Regions from separate parts of the Mus musculus genome. Here region 2 is linked to region 1. The links are chromatin contacts, called in public Hi-C maps. All regions are on one chromosome and are shown on one strand. The core of a region is the stretch at or near the end of the contact, and the rest is flanking DNA. Distances in the headings are between cores, read along the strand shown. Region 1 holds the start of St6galnac4 (ST6 (alpha-N-acetyl-neuraminyl-2,3-beta-galactosyl-1,3)-N-acetylgalactosaminide alpha-2,6-sialyltransferase 4). Region 2 overlaps Eng (endoglin).

The links. A called contact is a pair of places that touch in the nucleus more often than the background predicts.
Region 2: a contact with region 1 is called in a Hi-C map of the N1E-115 cell line, with 1.7 times the contacts expected there. The contact joins the enhancer-like site here to the promoter of St6galnac4 in region 1. A contact is called at or near these places in 8 of 39 promoter capture datasets (the 3T3-L1 cell line, the C10 cell line, the HPC-7 cell line and 5 more), 7 of 484 Hi-C or Micro-C datasets (the N1E-115 cell line and embryonic stem cells), 8 of 115 datasets of contacts at active chromatin or transcription factors (the HPC-7 cell line, the NIH/3T3 cell line, the SCID.adh cell line and 2 more) and 3 of 9 other capture datasets (adipose tissue, liver and pancreatic islet).

What each region holds. Positions count from the first base shown.
Region 1 is chr2:32,584,803-32,588,773 of GRCm38.p6, reverse strand. St6galnac4 (ST6 (alpha-N-acetyl-neuraminyl-2,3-beta-galactosyl-1,3)-N-acetylgalactosaminide alpha-2,6-sialyltransferase 4) reads right to left here and starts at 1,696. Exons shown (of 6, transcript NM_001276425.1): 1 at 1,547-1,696; 2 at 1,093-1,193. The coding sequence starts at 1,104.
Region 2 is chr2:32,660,123-32,664,093 of GRCm38.p6, reverse strand. All of the region lies in intron 2 of Eng (endoglin), which reads right to left. Among named protein-coding and RNA genes, the nearest start is that of Mir1954, 9.8 kb to the right of the region's middle. Within about 2 kb of position 2,118, at least 48 of the 459 cell types and tissues checked have an H3K27ac peak or open chromatin away from gene starts, as enhancers often do. A contact at or near this core is called in the N1E-115 cell line and the SCID.adh cell line, where this site is marked.

The DNA.
Region 1 (3,971 bases), core at 447-2,946:
CCACTATTTAGATAGGTAGATAAAATAGATTAGATAGCTATCTCCATCTAATCTAATAATAATCTAATAATCTAAATGTCTAATCTAATAATAAACATGGTAGCTCATTCCTTGCCCGAGGCAGTACTGTTACAAGTGTGAGGCCAACCTGGGCTACACAGTGAGTTCCAGGCTAGCCTGGACTACAGACCAAGACCCTGTTTCAAAAACTGAAACAAATAAACAGAAAATGCTTCCAACAGTTGGGATGCTTCCGCTCAGCCTCTCCCACTTCTAGAAGAAATACACCGAAAGCCACTTGAAGAAGCCCTCTGGGTCGGTCACCTGGGGGTGACCTCCTGCACACCCACTGAAAGCACCCAGCAAGGTGTCTACCACTGTGTGCTGGGCCATCCATCTCAGTACCTGTGACTCTCAGAACTCCAGTTTTCTAGGCCCAAAGTCATTCCAGAAGAAACACTAGGAGCTAGCCAGTGTACCCAGAAAGGCAGAGGTGTAGAACAGCCCCCAGCACATCCTGCCAGGGGCCCACCCTTCCTTGTCTGTCCATAAGCCACATCAGTTTCTAAAAATAAGTCTTCTCTGTGTGGCCAGCTGTCCAGGAGACCGGGTTCACAGCTCCTAAGGCCTCCGGCTCTACACAACAACTGGTCTGCTGCCCACAAGGGACCAGAGACCTTGACTTGGGCAGTGGTAATTAACCTCCCCACTCCAGCACTCAGGGGGCTCACTGGTAAAGACAGAAAGACCAGAGCGTCACACTCAGTCTCACACCTCCCTCCCAACTAAGTGACACCGGGTTACTTCCATTTCTAGGTGAGAAAAACAAACTGAAACCAAAAGGGGAAGACACCGGCCTGGGGTCACACAGCCCCAGGAGCAGGGGGCTGGCGCAGAAGCAACTACTAAGGGCTGTGGGAGGGACTCCATGCTAGAGCATGTGCTTAGCATGTGCCTGGCTCTGAGTTTCATCCCCCGACACCAAAAGGGGTTAGGGGATCACTGTAACTCCGGGTGTGGGAGGCGGCTGTAAAGCTCTACCCAGGTCACCCCCAAATCCCCAGGCAACTTTTTCTCTTCCCTGTCACTTACCGGGGCCTTCATGCTGTCTCTGCTCTTAGCAGTCTGGAGGCTGCTGTCTCCAGTGCTTGGGATGAGAAAGGCTGGAAGCTGGTCCCAGGATATGAGAGAAACTGAGGCAAGGGAAGAGACAAATCCAGATCAAGAAAAACGGGCCCAGGAACCAAAAGCCTTTAAGTCTCCAAGCATGTGACAACGTGTCCCATTCTAAAGGCCGTGAGTTCAGAGACCTTGCCAAACCAATTCCCATTGTGCAGATGGGGAAGGAGAGGCAAAGAGGAGACGCTCTCGGCTCAAGGTCATCCATTCGGTCGGAGGCAGGCAAAGAAAGCCAGGAGCCAGGAGAACATCGTTCCCATCCATCCCAACTCTCTACCGCGGGGTGATGGAGAGGCCTGGGGCGGGCAGGATGTGAGGTTTTCACCCGGCTAGCTTCCACCGTCCCCTCCCCAAGCTGGGCGCTAACCGAACGAGCGGATTGGAGTGCGCTGGGGGCTCAGGATGCGCTGCTCGGAGCTCCATGTCCAGTGCGCCGGGCCAGAGGGGCTGGAACCGGGCCCCGGGTAGGAGGCGGTGCTGCGGCCGCAGCTTCTGAAGCCTGAAGCTAGAGCAGCGCAGCCGGGGGCGTGGGAGGGGCCTCTGGGAGGGGCGGAGGCTTTGCGCTCAGGGGGCGGGGCCTGCGCAGCGCCGGCTAGCGGCGCGTGGATGTCTCAGAGACCTCCGGGCTGGGGGCGAGGTCTCGACGTCGAGGGCGGGGCCTGTCTAGTTTGTCTTCCCACTCTAGTCCTTGTGTGATTGGAAGGAAGACAGTAAGAGAGCCACCCGTGTGATGGCTACTGGCCGTGGAGAATTGAGGTTCTCCATTTCTGAAATTACCCGGGAAGTAACAGGGGATAGGAAATGAAGCAAAGGCTTCAAACTAAGCAGCCCTGAGTTTCAGGATAGTTGTTGGGTTGTCAGCTCAAATGATGTGAACTTGACTATGAATATCAGATAGGCAATGAAGAAACGTGTTTTTGAGACAGGACCCCACATTTTTCAGGCAGGCTTCAAACTCACCGAGATCCAGCTATCTCTGCTAGAGAATTGGGAGCTGGGATTAGTGGCTCAGGTTGTTTTGTTGTTGGTGGTTTGATTTGGTTTTAGGCTTTCAAGACAGGGTTTCTCTGTGTAGCCCTGGCTTGCCTGGAACTTGCTCTGTAGGCCTTGGACTCACAGAGATCAGCCTGCCTCTGCCTCCCAAGTACTGGAATTCAAGGTGTATGCCACCACTGCCCAGCAGGCTGTTTTTAAAACAGCCACTTTGTATTGGTTATGTCAATGCAGCCCATGCCTGAGGCAGGTCCCTCCCCCACACCCCACCTTTCTTTTCTGTTAAGTGGGAAAAATATCCCTGTCCCAGTGAGAAAGGGCAGAGACAGACAGCTCAGGGCACCACCAGAAAATCGTACTTCTGCTTGGTTCCTGTGGCCGTCCCCCTGCCTGTGATCCTCTGAGGATTCAGATGGAATCCCTCCCTTTCGGCTACTTTCTGACCTATCACATCAAGCGCATTCCTGCCTCAGGACCTTCCACTGGCTGCATTCTCTAGTCACTTTCCTAGTGGGACTCCTTATCTCTCAGCTCAAAGACCCTTGCCAACATGAACAGCACACTACAAGTTATTATTTCAGACAGGATCTTTCTATGTAGCTTTGTGTTTCTGTGACAGACACTATGACCGAATACAACGTGAGGGAAAGGTTTTATTTCAGTCTACAACTCCCACATCACAGTCCATCACTGAGGTAAGTCAGGGCTGGAGCCTAGGGACAGGAACTGGAGCAGAGGGCATGGAGGAGGGGGCCATGGAGCAGTGCTGCTAACTAGCCTCACATTCAACTACCTTTCTTATAACCATCTAGACCACCTGCCTGGGGTGGCACTGCCCACAGTAGGCATCCCTTTCCCACATCATTAATCAAAAAGAAAAGAAAACAGCGCCAAAGACACACAACAGGTCAATGATAGGCAGCTCTTCAACTCTTCATCCCTCTACCCACATGGCCCTAGTGTGTGAATCACACAGTCCAGGCTAGCCCGGGATCCTTCTGTCTGAACCTCACAAATGATGGGGTTACAGGCATTAGCCACACCCTTCCCAGAAGGGCACTGTGGAATTATTCTGAGTCACTTCCCTGGTTCTCATGCCCATGTGCCCATTAGACTCATCTCTGTCTGGTGACATTCTCAAGTCGCCTTCACCACCCACGTGAAACCCGACAGGAACAAAATGAGATGAGCGAGCCAGGACTGCTGGGTCTCTGAGGTCTCAGGTGACTTCCCTCATAGCCTCAGGCCCTGCCAGGGTTCCTGGTTGCAGGGAGAGTTGTCACCTTTGTGGGGGACCTCAGGGCTCTGAGTTCAGGGTCAGTCCCGTGGGAGCCAGACCTCAGAAGATGTGGCAGCAGATCCCAGGTCCTACTTTGTCTCCCTGCTACCTTCCTATGTCCCTGGCTAGATACCTCTGGGTGGCATCAGAAGATGAACATAATCTTGCCAACCAAGAAGAATTCCTGCAGGTGTGCCAGCACAGAGAAATCACCCAAGAATACTCAGAACAGGCCATGTGTCCTGATAGAAAATGATAATTCCTGGAATGGTCATCTGAGGGCAGCCTCTTCTGCAACCAGCCCTCCCCTGCTCTCGGCTCACCCTCCCCAACTCCCACCCCATTAGCCACTTTTCAAAGTCTGGCCATATCTGGTGGGTCAGTAGAATAGAGCTATTAAGATGCTTTTCCAGGGTCCTGGCTGATCAGTCTTGGGGCACATCTCTCACCCCCTCCCCAGTGGCCCCACAACCCTACTTCTTCTTCTTCTTTTTTTTCGTTTTTTGTTTTTTTGGTTTTT
Region 2 (3,971 bases), core at 869-3,368, 75 kb before region 1:
CATGCCTGTGAGTCTGGCCCTCAGGAGGCACAAGAACTCCTGCAAGTTCAATGACACAGACTAACGGGCTGGATAAATAACAAGAACAAGCTATATGCGCTCTCCGAGAAGCATACTTAGTCAACAAAGATACCCCAAAACTTCATCTCCAAGCATGGAAAACAAACTGCCAAGCCAATGGAAATTTATTCTTATGCTAAACAAAGTCAACTTCAAACCAAAACTAGTTAAAGAAGATAAAAAGGACTCTACCTTTTGGTGTTGTTTGCCTGTTTATTTTTGAGACAGGGTCTAACTATGAAGCTCTGTTTGTCCTGGAACTATTGTAGACCAGGCTGGCCTTGTACTCAGAGATTGGCCTATGTCTGCTTCCTGAGTACTGGGATTAAAGATGCGGGCCACTATGCCAGGCATAGATTAATAAAAGAAACAATTCAAGACGATGCAACAATTCTAACTTCTATGCACCAAACATTGGAGCCTCCAATTGCATAAAACAAACACTCCAAGATACAAAGACCAACCAGGTCCTGATACAGTAACACCGGGAGACTTCAATCCTTCACTCTCCTACTCAGCAAGTCTTCCAAACTAAAAGCTAGCAAAGAAACTCGGGAGCCAAGAACAGTGTGGATGAACTGGACTTAACATACGGACAGAACATTCCACCCAAAGGGGAAGGGAACGCACATGTCTTCCTCAGCAGATTTTCTCAGAAACTTCTCCTCCAAGACCAGCCTTAGGACACAAGTCAAGACTCAACAAATGAGAGAGAGAGAGAGAAAGAGACAGACACACACACACACACACACACACACACACACACACACACAGAGTGTCCTATTTAACTGTGATGCACTAAACTATAAGCCAAAACAATTTATTTGTAAGAGAATTGTAAGGGGGGGTTTTGCTTCTTCCTTTAAATGTGCTAGGTTTGTTCTGCTTTGTGAAGTTATTGGTATTTCTTTTCTTGCTTTCATACAAGGTTTAGGGCTTGCTGAGTTGCCAGGTTCTTTCCTGTAAAGTATCCCACCGAGGACTGCCTGCTGTCCTTACTAATCATGTCTTACCTTCATTTGTGTCTGTCTCAAAATACCTACCTTTCTTTCTTTCTTTTTTTTTTTTTTTCGGAGACAGGGTTTCTCTGTGTAGTCCTGGCTGTCCTGGAACTCACTCTGTAGGACCAGGCTAGCCTCGAACTCAGAAATCCTCCTGCCTCTGCCTCCCAAGTGCTGGGATTAAAGGCATGCGCCACCACTGCCCAGCATCAAAATGCCTTTTTTTATTCTTCAGTGTTGGAAGATAGTTTTGCGAGTACAGTGTTCTTGATTCACAGCTGTTTACTTTCAGGACTTAAAAGACTTCATTTGATTTTCTCCAGGCTTTATGGACCCCCCCTTTTTTGATCGTCTACTACCTATCTGTCTGTCTATCCAATAAATATGTCCTCTCAGGGTGACTCAGTGCTGAAGCCGGGGAGATGATGAGAGCCCCTGTGCAGCCACCTGACCCTGCTACACCGGTTCCCTTCCCTGCTCATCACCTGCAAGGCACAAAGACACAAAGGAAGCTCCCTCTCCAGGGCCCCTTGGTCTCTTCAGCTTCTGAGAGCAAAGTGAGTGTGCTCATGCGTCCAGATGGGAGAAACCCAGCCCAGAATCCTCTGGGCTGCCTCCCCCAGAGCCAGCTCTGCCACTCTTCAGGTAGAGAAGAACTCACATCAGCCGGGCAGGGTTCTTTTCTGGGGACAATAATAAAAGCCACTCCCCTGCAGCCTGCACAATAGGCTCAGACACAACTGAGCAAGACACTCAGGGGTTCTGGGCACCCTGAGCAGGCTCTGCGGTGTAAGAGAAGGATTCTAGGTACATCCCTTCAGTGCTGCAAGTTTCCCACTGTGGAGCAGAGGTGTCGCCGGAAATGGGTGACAGAGAGGCTGTTCAGTGTGATACCACTTCTCAGAGCCACCCTGCCTTCCCAGCCCCTCACTGTCTCCCATGATAGCTGAGGACAATCAGTGGAGGTTCCCCTGGCTCGCTGTCTCCATGCCCCCTCTGGCTAGGCGTGAGTCAGAGCCTGGCTGGCTCCTATCTTGAGGAAGGAGCTCCCTGAGTTTGCCCAGGCCGAGGGCAGGGGGAGGTGGGGGGGGGAGCAAATCAGCAGCCAAACAAGCTTGGCTGCCTAGGTCTGGGACAGCAGAACAGGGTAGTCAGCTGATGGGAATCGCTGAGGCACCAGGCCTGTTCCTGTCTTGAAGGTCAGGATGTGACCCTAGGCCCCTCCCGGAATCCAGGCTCCGGCCTGTCCTTTGGGGACCCAGTGAGATAACCCCTGCCCAGCAGCCCCTAGTTTGTCTACAGACTTCCTCAACACACAGACACACACACTCACACAGACAGACAGACAGACAGACACTTCAAATGTCACTTTCCTGGGGTTCTTGGCTGCCACCACTCATCTGCCACACACACACACACACACACACACACACACACACACACACACACACAGGAAATCTGATGGTTATAAAGCCATGTGGGGATGGACGAGAAAGCCATCTTTCTGTGCCAGGGACTGACAAAGGAGGCCAAAGGTCAGGAGAGGCAGTGCCTCCCCCACTAGGCCTGTTCACCCACGCAATTGGCCTTTAGGCCTTTACACGTGCCATGCTACCTTGAACTTAAAAACAATTATTCTTAATTATGTGTATGTGTCTGTATGTGGGTGCCCATAGAGGCCAGAAGAGGGTGTTGGGGCCTCTGGAGCTGGAGTTACAGGCGGGTGTGAACTGCCTGATGTGGGTGCTGGGAAAAGAACATGGGGTTTCTGAAAGGGCAGCAAGTGTTCTTTGCTGCTGAGCGATCGCTCTCGCCTAACCTGGACTTCTAATGCTCCTGCATCTGCCTCTTGGGTGCTGAGCTACTCGCTGTTTATGAGATGTTGGTGATCAAACCCATGGCCTCATGATGGACAAGCACCCTAACAACTGAGCTCCATGTGCAGCCCCCAAATCCCTTCCTCTCTACAACGGGTGAGTATCTCCCTGTCACCCACAGCCTCTCATCCTTCCCAAGATGGCTAACTCCATCACTCACTCGCTCACTCACTCACTCATATCAATTCTTGGCCTGTGATTGGCTCAGCTTTACTTCCTATCTCTACCCTTGACAACAGCAAGCACCCTTGTAGAGTTGGTAGTGAGGGAGTGGCATGGATCTCGTTCTTGGAGACTCCCAGGAAGGGAAGTCAGTGCTCAGCAGGTCACAGGCTCTTGGTGGTCAAAGCACCAAGACTGACCAGGATCACGGACAGATAGGCCAGGAACTCCACGAGCCTCCACCTCCATTAGCCTGCCTGAAAATGGATCTTCAGTCTCTGCCTCTTCTCCATTGAGTTCGAACTAGTGTGAGGTTTAAAGAGTAATAAACTAAATGGAAGATGTTTGGAAACTGGGTCATGTCCAAGTATTTACAGATGAAAAATGGAGTCCAGGAGACATAGTAATAATGACAAAATTTATAACAGCCAAACTAGAGCTTTCACTGTGGGCAGGTTCTGTGTTCTGTGTTCTGCTTTCTTTATCCTGGAGTCTCACAGTAACCTGTGAGGTAGGAAAGATTATCATTGTCTCCATGTTTCCCGTGGGAAGACCAGGGTTCAGACAGCTTTGCCAACAAAGCGATGTGGCCGTGAGATTAGCTGAGGTTCAGATGAGGACTGACTGGCTCCAGACGCTACGTCCTCTTTCCTTGGTTTGTTTTCTGAGCAAACTCTCACTACGTTGGCCAGGATGACCTAAAACGTGTACTGTTACAAGCCATCCTCCTGCCTCAGGCTCCTGAGTAACTGGGAGCTCAGTCTCACACTACAATGCCTGACTAAAAGCCGTGCTCCTAAACACTGTATCGTGGTCCCATTTGAATGCATTTATTACACAAATATGCATTCATTTATGGAATATATTAATT